Regions from separate parts of the Drosophila melanogaster genome. Here region 1 is linked to region 2. Evidence: chromatin contacts called from public Hi-C data. All regions are on one chromosome and are shown on one strand. The core of a region is the stretch at or near the end of the contact, and the rest is flanking DNA. Distances in the headings are between cores, read along the strand shown. Region 1 holds the start of CstF50 (Cleavage stimulation factor 50 kD subunit). Region 2 holds the start of gammaCOP (Coat Protein (coatomer) gamma).

What was found. A called contact is a pair of places that touch in the nucleus more often than the background predicts.
Region 1: a Hi-C map of the Kc167 cell line shows a contact between it and region 2, with 1.8 times the contacts expected there. A contact is called at or near these places in 18 of 107 Hi-C or Micro-C datasets (the D17-c3 cell line, the Kc167 cell line, the S2 cell line and 4 more) and 1 of 7 datasets of targeted methods (the Kc167 cell line).

What each region holds. Positions count from the first base shown.
Region 1 is chr3R:31,733,913-31,738,725 of dm6, forward strand. CstF50 (Cleavage stimulation factor 50 kD subunit) reads right to left here and starts at 3,051. Exons shown (of 2, transcript NM_143626.3): 1 at 2,033-3,051; 2 at 1,591-1,978. The coding sequence starts at 2,968. The coding sequence ends at 1,640. It overlaps CG11563, which reads left to right and starts at 3,123. Exons shown (of 3, transcript NM_143627.3): 1 at 3,123-3,327; 2 at 3,404-3,688; 3 at 3,747-4,087. The coding sequence starts at 3,230. The coding sequence ends at 3,987. It overlaps ttk (tramtrack), which reads left to right. Exons shown (of 5, transcript NM_170566.3): 5 at 1-1,480. The coding sequence ends at 584. It overlaps eEF1alpha2 (eukaryotic translation elongation factor 1 alpha 2), which reads left to right and starts at 4,556. Exons shown (of 5, transcript NM_206592.1): 1 at 4,556-4,617.
Region 2 is chr3R:31,569,715-31,574,868 of dm6, forward strand. It overlaps gammaCOP (Coat Protein (coatomer) gamma), which reads left to right and starts at 2,429. Exons shown (of 5, transcript NM_170553.2): 1 at 2,429-3,442; 2 at 3,540-5,010; 3 at 5,087-5,154. The coding sequence starts at 2,732. It overlaps lncRNA:CR46119 (long non-coding RNA:CR46119), which reads right to left and starts at 1,567. Exons shown (of 1, transcript NR_133499.1): 1 at 1,269-1,567.

The DNA.
Region 1 (4,813 bases), core at 1,801-4,300, 160 kb after region 2:
TGCAGAAGACATTCAAGAACAAGTACAGCTTCCAACGTCACGCCTTTCTCTACCACGAGGGCAAGCATCGCAAGGTGTTCCCATGTCCCGTGTGCTCCAAAGAGTTCTCGCGACCAGATAAAATGAAGAACCACCTCAAGATGACACACGAGAACTTTACGCCGCCGAAGGACATTGGCGCCTTCAGCCCCCTGAAATACTTGATCAGTGCAGCGGCTGCAGGGGATATGCACGCTACGATCTACCAGCAACAGCAAGATCATTACCACCGCCAGTTGGCCGAGCAACTGGAGCAGCAAAACGCCTCCTTTGACAGCCGGGACAGTTCGCTTATCCTGCCCGACGTGAAGATGGAGCATGCGGAAGACCAGGATGCGGAACAGGAGGCGGAACTGAGCGATGGTGGCTATGACGCCTCCAATCCAGCAGCAGCAGCAGCCGCCATGTTGAGCCTGCAACAAGACGTAATCATCAAGGATGAGATACAGATCTCTCCGTCGCCCTCGCCCACCCCGCCCGCTTCCTGCGCTGTGGCGGAGGGCAAGTCCTTGGCTTTGGCCTCTACCGCACAAACCGCAACGTAAAGACTTTGAAGGACCAGAGTTACGGAAGGACTACGAACGCACAACAACGTTTACCTTAAGCAGCGAGCTCTGAACTGTAGAATACATCATAGCAACATAAGCAATCGTGGCACTCAAACGCAACACACCAGACTCAAAACGATTTTTAGTTAATGTAAACCCGTAAGCAATATTAATTCTAACACTTGCTCCGTCCAGAACGCCTTTTTTAAGCAACACTAGTATTTAATTTACCTAGGACATAAGTTTTGCCCAATTGAGCAACGCAATTGAGCAGTTCAGTGAACTTTAATGACTTTCGGCTTTAATTATAAACAATTCGACTGGCCGCTTACTGGATCCGCACACGATCCGTAAGGCAAGCAACTTTAGAACTTTTCATTTCTCTTTGTGATTTTGTTAAACCTTTTTATATAGACCTTTGTTTTTTATTTTTTGTTGTACATAGCTATATTTTGTTTAATACTCAAAGTCCGTAGTATAATTTTGTTCATTTCCTTGGCAACAAGTTGGAATCAAATGTATTGGCTAATTGTGCAATCTTCAAAACGTGTTGGTGGCTTCGGAGGAACGCGACAACGCTGTTCTGCGGCCCCACGAAATGTTGTAAACTTAATTAACTACTAAGGCCACTTAACTAGGATCTAGGTGTAGTCATAAGGCATTGGATCAATGTTCCAGCGTACAACAAAACGGACTTCCAGTGAAGAGACAACTGATATTTATACGGAATCCCAATCTGGTATTATGTATTATGATTTTTACAGTTTACTTAACGCAACAAATACGACTTAAGACTTGTGCGCTCAATGACTAGAAATTATAGTTGCGATTTTAGGATAACTATTCATGGAAAAACCACAAACGAGTTTTTAATAAAGAAAATTTTACTGATTAATTATTTTTAAAAGCGTTTGAAACATATTTCATTAATTCTGATAAAATCACAAATCGATACACTTAAAAACCCCCACAGCCAATCACAATAATTGAATAATGAACGTGTACATATTTTATTCCTTAAAGTTTTATTCGATTGGTGTAGCTTCATCCGTTTACTGATTATTTGCTCTTCGGTACCAGAAACGTGCCCGAAAGTCGTCGGAGCAGGTGAGGAAAGCAGGACCATTGGGCGAATGCGTAATATAGCGGACAGGTCCGTTGTGTCCAAGCGAGTTAAGGGTCAGGCGGCAGCCGTTACGGGAGTTCCACGAGCAAAGCGAAGTGGTGGCCTCGTCGGGGAAAAGCACGTAATCCTCTGTGTGGTTGAATACAGCCTCTGTCTGGTGCTCCTGCTTGCCGGTGGTTCCAGCGCCCGTGTACGTCTGAATGGGACGACTGGTACACAGCTCCCACAGATAAACCAGTGAATCCATACCGGAAGATAGGAGGTACTAAAATGAATAAGTTAAAATCTTGCACAGCCACTACCCATAGTGTCCCATTACCTTTCCATTCCGCGTAAACTCCAGTGAGCATATTGCCGCTCCGCCATGCGCCTCGGCAATGGTGTTGATGCACCGCCCGCTGATCCCATCCCATATTTTGATGTCACCATCATAGCTGCCTGTGGCGTAGAGTTTCCCCGTGGGCGAATATTTCACGCAAGTAACTCCAGCCTTGTGCTGCTGCGAGGGAATGGCACTCACGAAGCATTGGGTGGTGGCCACATCGTAGACCCGCAAGACGTTATGTTCCGTTCCGATGGCTACGTAGTCACCAGTAGGATGAAAAGACAGGCACAGCACCGGCTCGCAGTCGGTGAACACCTTGTGGGCCTTCTTTACCGAAGGCTTGGCAATGTCAAACAACTTAACAGTGCCATCGCGCGAGGCGGAGGCCAGGATGTGCTCCTTGGGATGGAACTCCAGGTAAGACACTTCATCAGTGTGATCATAGAGCGTGCGAATCACTGGATGGCCTTGTTGTTCCCTGCCCGGCTCGATATCTTCGGGCGCAGACTTCGCCAGCATCCGCTCCACGTCCAGAATCTTGATGCTGGCATCCACGCTCCCGGTGGCCACCAGGGAACCATCGCAACTGAAGGCGCCGGCGCGACAGGCCTGCTTGTGCGAGGTCACATACGCGGTTTCGTAGGAATGTGGTTCCGGGGCCAAGGCCGAAGCCTCCGGCTCGAATTCCAAGTCTATGCCGGGCAGCACATCATCCGAGTTGGTTTTGTCCTTGTCGCTCAGCGTCTGCATCCCTGCAATCATTACGTGCAGCAGGCGTTCACTGGGAGCGCACTGGTCCGCCTTCACCAGCATGGACAGCTCCATGGCGAACTTCTCCAGGCCGTCGTACATCAGCTGGCTGATCATCAGTCGGTAGAGTATCTCCCGGTTCTTCACTAGGTTACTGGGGTCCAAAATCTCATCACGCATGGTGGCTTAATTTATATTTTGTTTCCTACGGATATAAACAAAATCTTGTAGATAACGCCGTGCCGTTATCGTTATCGAAAACATTTATCTTGCCGGTATGTCATCTCTAGCTATGCGGTATTGAAATACTGAAATCAGGGTTTCGGTATTTTACGGTCCACGGTCACTCCTAACAGCTGCAACACGTGCGGTTTTAAAATTGTTTTGGTCCCCTCAATTGATTTTAAACATTGTTTGATTCATTAATTAAACCTCTCAACAATGAAGATCCGCAAGAATCATGCTCGCAAGCGTTATCGCTACAATGTAAACCGCAAGACGATGAATAAAACCCGGAGTTCCACCGGAAAAATTAAGGAGTAAGTTGGATCTTGGTGCACTTACAGCCAATAGAGTCAACAAGTTTACGAAAACCTTCTGTTATGATCTTACCAGTCCCAGGATGAAAAAGATGTGGATGGAGGACCAGCGTGTGGGCACCAACTTCAGTGAAATGGGGTTGGCCAAGGACGTCAACAAGGCCATTGCGATTCCCAGCTACAAGAAGGACCGCCTCCTAGCGGCCCGAGTTGTGAATGGGTTTCTGGAGGAGGAGCTGGACGAGGATGAGCGGCGTGTATTGGGCCTCAAGAAACCAGTCGTAGAGGAGGGTCCAAAACGTGGACACGTAGTCCAGGAACTAGAACAACTGGCTAGCGAGCGAGCCGACCCAGAGTTCAGGTAAAATATTGATTCTGCAATGGAAAACTGTCAAAATACAGGTTTTGTATTTGCACAGATTACCCAAGGGCGTGGTCAAGGAACTGTCCTACTTTCTTAACAAACATAAGTTTAACTACAAGGCGATGGTTGCCGATCGGAAAAACTTTGGCCAGTGGACGTGGCGGCAGTTCCGCTTGAAGATTCGCAGATTTATGTCGATTCCGGAGCAGTTTAACGTTTACCTGGAGCAGAAGAAGTTGCCCGTGGGCGTGAAACCGGACTGGGAGGAATACGAGTCGGACAGTGAATGGAAATAATGGCTCTTGACCAATGTACATTATAGTCGTTTTCGGGTTCTAATGCTATTAATTGTAATGTTTAGACTTACTTTAATTCTTTTAATACAATAAAATAGGCAAGTAAAGACGAACGCAAAAGGTCTACGTATTAAAGCATTACTGTTAATTACATTACATTACTATTAACAGTATTTTTTCAAATTCCTTTCTAACATTTTTGTTCTGTCAAATTTTCTATTGTTCTGTCGTACGACAGGACGAGAGAGAGAGAAAGGAAGGAGCTTGCGTCTTATTTCAACGCATAAGCGAATAGTGTGCACAATGTCTTTTGCAATTAGTGGTGAATGTGCATACTTTTAGTGACAGTCCGTGAAAGTACTATATTATTTTATCTGCAAAAGACTCAGTTTAAGAGAATATAAAATATTCCATGAATGGTAGTAAAATTGTATTACTATTTTTATTTTGGTACGTTTTATACTTAAGGGATGGAAACTTTATTTAAGTCAAGAAATCCGCATAATGCAATAGGAAACCCAAGGCCCTTGTCATACATGGAATCCTGTGCCATCTCTAGGTCGGAATCAGTTCAGCTCCGTTCACCTCAGCATCGTTGCTTTTTCGGTCTTTCCGTTTTGTGATTTCGAGGTAAGTGCACGCAGAGCTCCCGTTAAATTGTGAAAATATTAATAGGCATTGATTAGTTGTGGAAATGTAAAAAGGGAAAGTCCCAGAATTCCCTACCCTGCATTATTAGGCGAATTTCGGTTCGATTTTCCAACCTAAAGAAAGTTCTAAAGTAAAGAAAGTTCCGAAAAGTGAGAGAGTGTAAGTGATTTGCGCT
Region 2 (5,154 bases), core at 1,179-3,678:
CGGAGGCTGGGGAATAGAGGATGGCTTGCTTGTTGGGGGCGTGCGTGAAAATTGCTGGAGTGCACAAGGAAGGCCGCCGGCTGCCCTCTCTCACGTTGCAGGACAAGAATCGCAGTAAGTGATTACGTAACCAGGGCATTGTACGCAGCATATGTTTTGGGTTTCCTCCTTGGACTCTTCTGCTAGCCATTGGAATGGATTAGTCCGCAGTCGGAGGTTGGCTCTTATCAGCCAATCAATGGGCGAGAGGAAGCTGCGGCAAAATAATTTATTCACAACCATTATGCGCTGCGAATTTATGCCACTTCCTGGTGGAACCACTACAAATAGCCTTTTAAAATGCGATAAAAATAGCGCCAAGGGGTCTGCAGTGCACAGCCAGTCAAGGAAGATGCACCAGACCAGGGTGCTGGGTTCGAGATGATGGGGCGTGGCCACTTGGCAATGACTCTCAAGCATGAAACCGTAAAATGGCTTTTCAATAAACCCGGCTGCGGGAGGAGGGGAACTGCCAGATGGAGCTGGGAAACTGGCGAAACAATGCGACAAATATTTGAATATGTTAATTAGTCTGTTGTTCCTGCCGTTGCCCGTTTTCTGGGCACGATCAGTTCGTTCTTCTTCTATCGCTGGACGTGCATCGGCGCAGTCTAATTTCATGTGTTGCCATCTTGTTAGCACACCGGTGAAGTTCTCGGTCGGGATGGGGGAGGTTCCGACCTGGAATCCGAACTTGCAACCGTTTTGCATCTTTCGCACCAGGCACACTAACGAATGCAAGTGCTTAGAGATTCATATTCGTACTTATGATAGGTATGCAGGTTGGCCCACACACACACCAGTCGGCCATAAAGCTGCCAATGGCCGGCCGAGAGCAACTGACAGCATCAGCCTTGTGGAGTCACAGGCCACCAGCGGATCGGGATCTCTACTTCCATCCTAGCGAAACACCAAACCCTGAGTATCCCATCCCCGCCCGCATTCCTTGCCATTTGCACGCAAAGCTAACTGCGGATTACAGTCGAAGTTCGATGGGGGACAAGAAGATTCCGAAAGTATACACCACTTGCTACTGCTCGTCGAAATCATTCCTGATGTACATTCATATATAGGTAATCAATTAGGAAAACTTTGAAACACGTCTGTTTGGAAATCAGAACAAACCCAGTCTTGGTACAAGAGGTACCCCAGAATGAATGACGCTGTTGTGGGGGAGCGTTGCACAAATTGGAGTTCTACTGTTGGCTGGCATCCAGCCTGAAACTCACCTGTGGCTCACTCCTTGCGTGCGCCGACGTCTCAACTCTTGCTCCGACTTTGGCCTTAGGTTCGCTCCGACTTGGCTTCAACTTGGGATTCGTGGCTTTGTAGGTGTTTCCAGGGGCCACAGCTGATGCCTTGACAGCTACTAAATTCTCCGCCCGTCTGACGCACACGTTCCTTGTCCAATTTTGGGCACCAGGCGGATTTTCCTCCTGGCCGGCGCTTATCGCCTGGCCATAAATTCATGCTGTAGGTGTCTCGATCTTTTCGGTTTCTTTCTTTTTTGGCTTTTTAGCGTTTTGGCGGAGGTCCTCGCCTCGTGGACACGCAATGAAGCTGTTTCTTCGTGCGCCGGAATTTCCCCGCGGCATGCAAAATGCAATTAACGGCACTTGCAGTGCGCCGGAAATTGACAATTCAATATAATGGGTTCCTTGTTTTCGCTAATTGGTGGTGCTTATGCACGCATAAATTAAGTAAACACAATACGAAGTCGTATTTAATTGGTCAAAACAAACTAGAGCTGACAAAAAAGCTGGCGTCCATTTTGTTAACAGGATCAACACTCGATTAAATTAGGAAAAGTAATCGGTACTTAACGGTCACGAGATCTATCGATCAGAACTTCCCCTCCAGCAAATCATAAATGTACTAATAGCGTATATTATAAATATAAACGAAGTTATTATCTAACTAAAAATTCATCGCATTGATCAGCCTTCGCAATCTTCGTCACAATTCCGGCCAATGCCCATTTAAAAAACGAATCAAACTAATGGTAAAAAATTATGAAAATGTAAATAAAATTTAAAACATTATTATATTCATACAATTTCTTAGCAATTTCGTTATAAAGTTAACGTGGAGCAAATTCAAAGCTTAGCTATTTTTCCGCCCATTCATAATCGATAATCTATCGATAAATACAATCGAACCAGTAAGTGAATCTCAACTAGTTCCTTTTCAATCCAGTGAAGAAACAAGAAATTTTAAGAACAAAAAAAACTACCAGATCTCGGTGTCGAGTTAATTGAAAACTGAAAGTTATAATGTGCAGAATCGGCGAATATATACTGCCTACAAAACGCAGAAAAAAGGTTGTCTTTTAAAGATAAGAACAACATCGGAGCTATCGATACTTAACTGGAGTTTTCACATCGATAACAGATGAACCAACTGGGCACCGCTGAGTGACGTGTAAGCGCAGCCAGAAAACCATTTCAATTGTTTTACCCACAATTTAACCGAAAGTTGCAAGACAATGGGTTCGTTCCGCCGCGAGAAAGATGATGAGGAGGACGGTAAGTAGCAAGCTAGCACCTGGAGCCAAGTTGTCCGCCGACCAGCGAAGCCAATCGAAGACAACCCAGTTGCTTGAAGGTGCTCCGCTGGCACAGACACACACTCACACACCCACTAACCCGACAAAGTCGAGAAAAATCGAGGTTTCCCTAAATTGACTGAGAACATGAACTATTTTTCCCTTACCTCGCACAAAAAACATCGCGGCCATCCGTCAGCAGGACCGAGCAATGCGTACCAGAACCTGGAAAAAACCTCGGTGCTTCAGGAGACGCGCACCTTCAATGAGACGCCGGTGAACCCAAGGAAGTGCATCCACATCCTGACCAAAATCCTGTACCTGATTAATCAGGGTGAGCAGCTTGTGGCCCGCGAGGCCACCGACTGCTTTTTTGCGATGACGAAGCTCTTCCAATCTAAGGACGTGGTGCTGCGTCGTATGGTATACCTGGGCATCAAGGAGCTGAGCTCCATTGCCGAGGACGTCATCATCGTGACTAGCTCGCTAACGAAGGATATGACCGGCAAGGAAGACCTGTACAGGGCCGCCGCAATCCGGGCCTTGTGCAGCATCACGGATAACACCATGTTGCAGGCCGTGGAGCGCTACATGAAGCAGTGCATTGTTGACAAAAACGCGGCAGTTTCTTGTGCTGCATTGGTCAGTTCTTTGAGATTGGCCAACACTGCCGGCGACGTGGTCAAGAGGTGGGCAAACGAGGCCCAGGAGGCTTTGAACAGCGACAACATTATGGTACAGTACCACGCGTTGGGTCTGCTCTACCATATCCGCAAGTCGGATCGGCTGGCTGTCTCCAAGTTGGTCAACAAGCTGACCAGAGGATCTCTAAAGAGTCCCTATGCCGTTTGCATGCTGGTAAGTGAAGTCTGAACCCAAACTTTTCTTAATGAAATGGATATGCACTTATTCCCTTTAAAGTGACATCTGACTAATTTCGTTTTACATCCCCCAGATACGCATTGCCTGTAAGCTGATCGAGGAGGAGGACATTCCCTCTGAGGAGCTTTCCGATTCACCCTTGTTTACGTTCATCGAGTCCTGTCTGCGCCACAAGAGCGAGATGGTCATCTACGAGGCGGCCCACGCCATTGTCAACCTCAAGAACACCAATCCGCGAATGCTATCGCCGGCGTTCTCCATCCTCCAGCTTTTCTGCAGCTCGCCGAAGGCAACGTTGCGCTTTGCGGCTGTGCGCACGCTTAACAAGGTGGCGATGACGCACCCGGCTGCGGTGACCACCTGTAACTTGGACCTGGAAGGTCTCATCACGGACTCCAATCGATCGGTGGCCACTCTGGCCATCACTACGCTGCTAAAGACCGGCGCTGAATCCTCGGTAGAGCGTCTGATGAAGCAGATCTCCACGTTTGTGGCGGAGATTTCCGATGAATTCAAGGTGGTGGTCGTGCAGGCCATTTGCGCTCTGTGCACCAAATATCCGCGCAAGCACACAGTGCTGATGAACTTCCTCAGCGGTATGCTGCGCGAGGAGGGTGGCCTTGAATACAAGACCTCCATAGTTGACACCATCATCACGATCATCGAGGAGAATGCGGACGCCAAGGAGTCCGGTTTGTCGCATCTGTGCGAGTTCATCGAGGATTGTGAACACGTTTCACTGGCGGTGAGGATTCTTCACCTGCTGGGCAAGGAGGGACCCTTTGCGGCCACACCCTCCAAGTATATACGCTTTATCTACAACCGCGTCATCTTGGAGAGCCCTATTGTGCGAGCAGCCGCGGTCACGGCCATGGCCCAGTTTGGAGCATCTTGCCCAGCCTTGTTAAGCAATATCCTCGTTCTGCTGGGTCGTTGCCAGATGGACCCGGACGACGAGGTGCGTGACCGTGCCACCTACTACCTTAGCATTCTTAACTCGGAAAGGCCAGAGCTGTACAAGAACTACATCATCGAAAGGGAGAACTGTTCTCTGGCTCTGCTGGAGAAGTCGCTGGTCGAACATCTGAATGGTGACGTGGACACACGCTTCGATATTTCCATTGTGCCCAAGGCGGCCATAGTTAAGCCAGTTATTGCCAACGACGTAATGCTAGTTACCAGCAGTGCTCCACGGCCGCCGAAGATCACGCGCGAGGAGGAGAGTGCTGCACGTCTGGCACAGCTGCCGGGCATCCAGGTGCTGGGCCCCATCCATCGCAGCACAGCTCCCATCCAGCTTACTGAAAGTGAAACGGAGTACACGGTGCAGTGCATCAAACACATATTCGGCCAGCACGTGGTCTTCCAGTTCGATTGCTTGAATACGCTGTCCGACCAAATCCTTGAAAATGTGCGGGTGGAACTCACGCTGCCGGAAGGATTCACAACCAGGGCGGTCATTCCATGTCCCAAGCTACCCTACAACGATCTGCAAACCACTTTTGTCATCGTAGAATTCCCGCCCGACGCCGCCAATTCCATAGGTAAGTTTATAAATAACATAAATTTTGTATTAAAATCATACAACTTTTTTCAAAACGAACTATTTCCTCATTTCAGCCACCTTTGGTGCCACTTTACGATTTGTGGTCAAGGACTGCGACCCCAACACCGGCGAGCCGGAGTCA